Regions from separate parts of the Anas platyrhynchos genome. Here region 2 is linked to region 1. Evidence: chromatin contacts called from public Hi-C data. All regions are on one chromosome and are shown on one strand. The core of a region is the stretch at or near the end of the contact, and the rest is flanking DNA. Distances in the headings are between cores, read along the strand shown.

Region 1 (3,695 bases), core at 97-2,596:
GGCACATTCTGGGTAGATTTGGAGGAAATTAATAGTACTGGGGAAGAAAATCAGTGGATTGAAAGATATTAAAGTGTCTCTACCGAAATGCTTTTAGGTTGAATAATATATTCTGAAAAGTCACTTTTGTTCTAGGCTAAGGTGGGAGCTATATGTTAATTTCTTTTATTCCTGGATCATTTTCTCTTTGAGGTGTCATCAGTTGAATTTTCAGTACTACATTGAAATGAATATTCATCACAGAGTTAGAGCTTTTGAAAGATCTGCAGGTTAAAAAAAAAAACAAAACAAAAAAACAACACACACAACAAAACACCAAAAAAATACAAATCCTTTTTGTCCCCCTCTCTGCAGCAGTGAACATGGGAGGCTCCCTCTGGTTCTCCAATCAGCCCATGGCCCTGGAGTAAGCAGGGCTCTGCAATCCCAGGGGTGCTCCTGTAGCTCTCCAGGTATCCCCACAGGTACCGCTGGTGGGACCTTGGGACCTGATGGGAGTTAAACACAAACCTAAGGGTTTACAGGATTGGGGGCTGCAGGAACAATGAAAAAAATGATATCCCACTCTCTTCCTAGCATGCTTAAGTTGGTGGCAAGAGAGAAAGCTCAGGTCCTCCCCCACAAAAGGCAGCATGCTTTAGCTCAGCACTGTGCTAACATTTAGGGTGTTTCAGAGTCTGTGGGGGTGATGGGTCAAAAAGGGTTTAGCTTTGTACTGTGGCCAAGTGGAGTAAAGCAGGCCTTCAAATGTCTTACAAGCACGGGTAAAACCTCACAAAATCAGGAAAAGGGGCAAAATGGAATTAGAGAGTGAGTGCAGTTGTGAGGCTAGCAGACACCAGAAGCAGGGAGTCTAGGAAATAAGAGTGCAATTTAGGATAAATTACAGTACTGCTCATAATGGGATACAGCTCTCACCACCGAACAGTGCGTTCTTTGAAATTAGACATAAAATGGAGTAATAAGGTGAATCTCTTGGCTGACAGGACAGCTTTTCACCTGTGTGCTCTTTAAAAGATGCATTTGAAAGGGGATCACAGTGGTGTTTTGAACTGTGCTGCGGTGATTTCCCCAGAGACCTGAGACTGGCAAGCAAGGGGCAGCACTCCTTGGGTGGCTGCAGGGTACAGCAATGCCCAGGAGGTGCAGTCTCCACAGGGCTCGGTGAAATGCCCATTGTGGACAAATTGTCCTGCTCTCCATGGGACATACAGCGATGATTCAGAGAGGAGATTGCCACGGTGCAAAGCACACCTGTGTTTTGTTTTGAGTTTTACCACCAGTTCAAATTCTGCCTCAGTTGTGATGGAGAGTTTTAGACTCAGCAGGCACTGAAATGGCTGCATGTAGTGCCACACAGTGGTAACAAACCATAATTTCTGTGAGGATGGATGTGAAGCAATGCAGAGGAAACCTTTTAGATACTAATGCTAAATGATAAAAGGATAAATACATTTTTTAAAATAAAGTAACGAACACAACTGAATTTCCTCAGCTGAGGATGGTTTATATAGCTGGCTACCCAGCCATGCTATGCATGAAATTTTCCTCTGTAAATACCTCTGAATATGTAACATTCATATAATTCATAAATGATAATCAACTGCCTTCACAATGAGGAAAGTGCTTTTCTCAGGTGAGCCCTGACGAACCAGTGAGTGAGGGGATCCTGGGCTCTGCCAGCCTGGCAAGGGCTGAGCTGCACAGCACTCATCAGGTGTGGTCATACTGGATTAGAGCTGTGAAGATGCCTCAAACAAATGAAAAGATAAGGAGAAAAGGCTGATTTGGGATCCCTGGCTTGGCGAGAATTTTGTGCCTTTTCATATTTAGTAGTTGTCTTGCTTGGGTGGTGCAGAGAAATGGCCACTGCCAACAAAGCAAGCAATGGTACTCCTGCAGGTGTAATGTGTGTGATGTACTTGTCTCTGGGACCTCAGTATCCTCCCGAGTGTCATCCAGCATGACCAAAATGATGTGGGGACAGACGTCGGGCCCTTGCTCTAAATGTTGTGTTGCGTGAGCTCTGTCTGTAGCAGTGCTGGAGTGGAGACGCATTCCTGTGGTCCCTGGGGCAGGGGATGGGCACTTGAGGACCACCCCTGCACCCACTGCGGGTGGCCGCTGTGCCTGGTGTGGTGCTGGGGTGAACACCAGACACATGTGGCAAAGGGTATGAGGGGGGCAAGGGGCTCAGCGTCCTGCCAGCAGCTAGTGGGGACCAAGGGGAATCCCGGCCCTTGGATGGTGGTTACTTCATCCCACGCAGTGATGGGGAAGAGAAGGGCAGCCCCTTTCCTGAAGCAGCCAGCTGTCACATCCAGTAATATGCACTGGGATCCTGTGCCCGAGGTGTTAGGAATGAAGTTTTAGGTGGTGCTTGCACTGTTTAGTTCGTAGAGCCAACTGAGGCATGAAAGGTGGCTAGGTAAAAGGACAGCCTAAAACAGCCCAAAGTAATCCAATAGGCCCAAATTTTTCTCAGTGGGTTCCCAAAAGGATGAATACACTTCACCATATGCCCACCTCCACGTGGTTATGAATGGGTCAAACCTGTGGCTTAGCTTCAGCCTTACTCAGCATTATTTCATGGTTGGATGGGGCTTTGGGCAGCCTGGTCTGGTGGGAGGTGTCCCTGCCCATGGCAGGGGGTTTAACTGGGTTGTCTTTAAGGTCCTTTCCAACCCAAACCCTTCTGTGATTCTATGGTTGCAGTGTGCAACCCCATCTACCTTGCAACTGCACGGCAATATCACTGTACTGGTACAAGGGCCTTATCTTGTAATAGGAAATAAATCCATGCGAGCTTGGAGAGGCAGATTACTGCCCTGCCCTGGGGAGGATATTGAGCCTTTTGGCTAAGAACAGCATTTCAAAAAGCAGAGAAAGAGAGAAACTGCTCCGTACTTGTTAGTGGGACCCATTAAGCCCAGGCCCTTCCACAAAGGAGTAGATTTTAGCATTCAAGACAGGGATGTAAGCACTGGAGGATTTATTTTTACAGCCCAGCATGCTTGTAAACTGCAGCACAGTACATGGAAAGGATGACAGGATCCATAGCATTAACATATGGAGCACAGGCAAAGACAGTGTCTTGTGAGCATTTCGACAACTATTTGGCTGCTTTCTGCTCAAAATATTTATGACAGCAGCAAGTCAGAGCTGCCACAAAGATGACAAATTCTTTGAAGTCCACTTGGGAATCACCGTTTTCATCCAGATTCCTGAAGACTTCATCAGTAGCGTCCTTGTTCTTCCCTGTCTGCAAAAGAAAAGGAGTGGGCTGCAGTGGGGGGGATGCACAAAGCCCAGAAGCATCACAGGGAGCACACAGAGGTCAGGGGCTTCAGGTGGCACTGGGGACAAGTTTGTGTGTGTGCTGCTGGCATCCCCATGGAGAGGGTGCTAAAGGAAGCAGTAAGCGCATCGCCTCCTGCTAAAGGCATGCTCCTGGCTTTACTGCACCTGGGAGCAGTGGCCATGCAGCAGCACAGAGAGGCAAGTTTTCTACCTTTAAAACAGCTGTCATCATGGTTAAAGCTGTGTTGTCCACAGCCCCAAAGACATTACACAGCTGAGTTCAACCCCGTGCATTCCCCAAACCCTCCCCTGAAGGGCTCTGCCTGAGCTCATGTGCTTTGCAGCCCAGAAAAAGCCAAAATGATGTTTTCCTTGGGGCAAATGTTGGATGTAAG
Region 2 (3,646 bases), core at 28-2,527, 110 kb before region 1:
CACTCCCGAGGCTACAAAACAGCTCGGCTTCCCACACCGCCAGGACAAACAGCGATTACGGCTACACACGCAATCGCTGCCAAGACCATGACGGCAAAAAGACGAGAAACAACTTGGGGTTTTGCACTGAGCGCGCGTTTATCCCTCTCCCAGCCGGCTCCCCTCAGGAGGGGCGAGCTGTGCTGCTGAGCAGAGCACCTCAGAGGCAAACTGCTGAGGGCTTTCCCACCTTGCTGCTGCAGCAGGCAGGCAGCACAACTGAGTCACAGTGTTTCACTGAAGCCTCCGCTCCAGAAGCAGTTTACAGGGCCTTTTTTTTTTTTTTTTTTTTTTTAACACCCCCAGTATTAGTCAAAAACGCGAGGCCAGCGTTAAGTTGGCAGCAAGAACTTCAAGCCCCGCTGCGAGGTCCCTCAGTGTTTGGTCTCCGGGAATCGCCTAAGAGGCTTGGGTTGGAGAGATGAAAGTTGTCCCCTTTCCACAAGCCTTAGGTCTGCCTCAGCGCTGCGAACAGCTCCTAGCCGGTAGCCTTGATGAAATAATAATAATGAAAAAAAAAAAAAAAAAGGTAAAATAAACACAGCACCAGCCAAGCAACCTCCGCCTTTCCCCAAAGGCCTCCAGCCCACCCCACGGGGCCGTGCAGCTCCTCCAACTTTTTAAGGGCCCGAGAAGCCGCCCCCGAGACCCCGGCCCGGTCACCCGGGGCCAGGTGCCACAGGAACCCTGTCCCCCACAGGGACCCCCCCAATGTCCCCTCGTTCCCGCAGCCGTCCCCGCTCCGTGCCCTGCCTCACACTAGCCCCGGGCAGAGCCGCGCAGAAACTTGGACGCCTCACCGGTGCGGCGCTGCCCTCCGTCGCTCTGCTCCTGCTGGGCCATGCCCGCCCCTTCCCCGCTGCGGCACTAGGAGGCGGCCGGCGGCTGCTCCATCGCCCCTCGCCGGCCCCCGAGGAGGAGCGGCGGCTTCAGCGGAGGGGAAGCGGCGCAGCCCTCGCCCGCCGGGTCCCCTCCGCGGGCAGCGCCGAGCCTCCCATGGCGCCCGCCCCCGCGGCGGGCACGGCACCTGGCTGCGCCGGCGGGACAGGTGCCGAGCTCCTGACGGGACTCCCCGCTCTCCCTGCCTCCTCCTCCTTCGCTTCTTCTTCCTCCTCCTCCTCCTCGTTCTCCTCCTCCAGCCCCAGCGCCGCCCGCCGGCCGAGGGAACGCCTGCGCGGTGGGAGGCGGGCTGGCACCCGGGGGAGGCGGCCGCTGGCCGCCATTTTGAGACGCCTCCAGCCATGGGGAAGGGGGGGGACCCGGGGAGGCATGGCCCGGGTCGCCTCAGGCGCAGCCCAGGCCGCGCCGGGTTGTGGGGTCAACCTGAGGGGGCAACGAGGAAGGGTTCCCCTGGAGAGGGTTCTCTTGTACCGAAGGCTCCCCCCAGGCAGGGGGCTGTGAGGTGATGGTGGTGGGATGGCCCCCGGGGAGGAGATGCCAGCGGGCTGGATTTCAAAGGAAAACAAAATTTGGTGTTTTACACTAGTTTGGTACTGTGGGAAGTGTCGGTCTGGGGGTGCATCCGTATTTCTGTGGAACCGGGCCATAATGCCAGAAGTTGAGGCTCTAGGATGATGGATGGTATTCCAGCATGTGTATATTTATGTTTCCATTCTCTTAGCTTTATTTGCCTTCTTTTACCCCATCTCAAAGTGCTCGGATGTTTGCATCACCAACACAACTCTCAGTGCACCCACACACTGAATCAAAGGGGTCAGAAGCACTCGGTATCTCACAGGAGTAGAGCTCATGTTTCCTTCTCATGTTTGAAACTCATCCTTTTTTTTTTTTTTTTTTCTTTTTTTTCTTTTTTTTTTTTTTTCTCCCAGAAAAAAAGGTTCTAGGTGATCATGTCTATAGATTATGTTAAGATACATTAAGGTAGCAAAGCAGTCATCCACCTTAAGAGCATATGTAAATACGAACTTCTCATAATCTCACTCACACGTGTTGAGTCTACCATAAAGCTGGAAGTTTGAATGGAGCAAATGCAGGAATATCTGAACTTGTATTAATGTAATTAGTTAAATAACCAGAGCAAAGCCACGATTATATGAGCTTTGATGTGGGCAAGTTACACCTGAATAAATTGTCAGTCTGAGGTGAACTTGTACTGAAGTACTTGCCACTGTGACCCCATTGACAGCAATCCCATGGTATCAAGATGAGAATTAGCACATTATCAAGATGAGAAGAAGGCACTTATCAACAACAACCAAAAATTATACTTCTGCATGGTTCAGAGAGAGATAAATTTGAGGATTTGTTCTGCTGGATTTGTAAGATGAATATCAGAAAGAATATGAAACAGTTAAAATGTCACATTTTTCCTTATCTTAGAAAATCATACCAACCTCTGTAAGACACCTTTTTTATTACCTTTAAAACAGAGTAAATAAAAGAAAAACTCCTTTGAAACACTATAATACAGTGTTATAGTATAAAGTTATATGTATATAGTTTATGCAAGAGATACTATGTTGGAAGATACACCAATTCCTTTTTCAGTATTAATATTTTCCTTTTGTTTTTGAGAATGGAAATCAATCTCTCTTTTTGTAGCAGCTAGAAGATTGTACCGTCACCATGGTATCATCTATCTTTGGTCAAAGTTGTTAGGTCCTACGGTAAATAACAGAATGAGAGTACGTAGTCATGAATTCTGTATCTGTGAAGTGTCTCCAAAGGCACTAATTAATTACACTCCTATCTTTGCAATTTTATTGAGGATGAAGAAACTTTTAAAAAGTCTGCCATAAGAAATCTTTCAGCAGTAGCTGAAAGTAACCAAGGTACATAAAGACTTTTAGTGTCAGTACTTAAGAGCAGAGTTGTGCCCTAACAGTCATAATGCCTTGAAATCTTGCCTTGAAATGCCCATTCTAAACTGATTTATTTTGGTGGATTTTTCCATTTCCAACCCACTGATGACTCCTCCTGTTCAGCTGGTGTACTTCTTGACACCTACTCACAACAAAACTCATATTGTTCTCTGCACTGAAGACACGTGTTAGAACAACCAGGATCCCACTCTGCTAGGCAGCATAAAAATACCAGGGTCATTCTTAAAATGCTTGCAGAAAACCACAGCCTAGTCAGTGTAAAATATATACTCTTTAATACTTGTGAACGACCATATACTTAGTTGAAATGAGTAGTAGCATTTTGGTTGTCGTGAACTACTAGCAAAAGTCTACTTTTTCCAGCAACAATTAGCATTAGTTCTGTTAAGGCTGCCCTCATCAGAGATAATGTAGTTTCTCTCTGCAAGTATTGTGTATTATTATTCTGTATTGATGAAGGGCTGAAATTATGTGACTAAATACAGCTTCGTTAGCCTTCATGGAAGTGTGGGATGTCCTAATTGCTAAAAGGAAGCTGAACAGGTACTACCAGGTACAGGAAGCATAAATGCATAACTAAGATCAAAGGAGTGCTTTAGCAACCTTTGTTTTTCTGCTGTGCAACATTTAAAGGACTTCATCCTGAAGGACAGGCTGAGAAATGGCCTGTTCATTTTATTAGTTGGACTGTAAGTAAACCCCCAAAAGCATGATAAAAAGTCAGCTTTGGTGCTGTATTGTTTGCTAACATGTCATGTGCTTGT

The links. A called contact is a pair of places that touch in the nucleus more often than the background predicts.
Region 2: a contact with region 1 is called in a Hi-C map of subcutaneous adipose tissue, with 2.0 times the contacts expected there. The contact joins the promoter of TBC1D14 here to the enhancer-like site in region 1. A contact is called at or near these places in 3 of 8 Hi-C or Micro-C datasets (liver, skeletal muscle and subcutaneous adipose tissue).

What each region holds. Positions count from the first base shown.
Region 1 is chr4:67,765,747-67,769,441 of IASCAAS_PekinDuck_T2T, reverse strand. It overlaps S100P (S100 calcium binding protein P), which reads right to left. Exons shown (of 3, transcript XM_005016233.6): 3 at 3,113-3,270. The coding sequence ends at 3,113. Among named protein-coding and RNA genes, the nearest start is that of S100P, 5.6 kb to the right of the region's middle. Within about 2 kb of position 1,346, at least 2 of the 8 cell types and tissues checked have an H3K27ac peak or open chromatin away from gene starts, as enhancers often do. A contact at or near this core is called in subcutaneous adipose tissue, where this site is marked.
Region 2 is chr4:67,876,992-67,880,637 of IASCAAS_PekinDuck_T2T, reverse strand. TBC1D14 (TBC1 domain family member 14) reads right to left here and starts at 1,277. Exons shown (of 14, transcript XM_027457429.3): 1 at 1,067-1,277. The coding sequence starts at 1,262. LOC140002510 (a long non-coding RNA gene) reads left to right here and starts at 1,845. Exons shown (of 2, transcript XR_011809257.1): 1 at 1,845-3,646.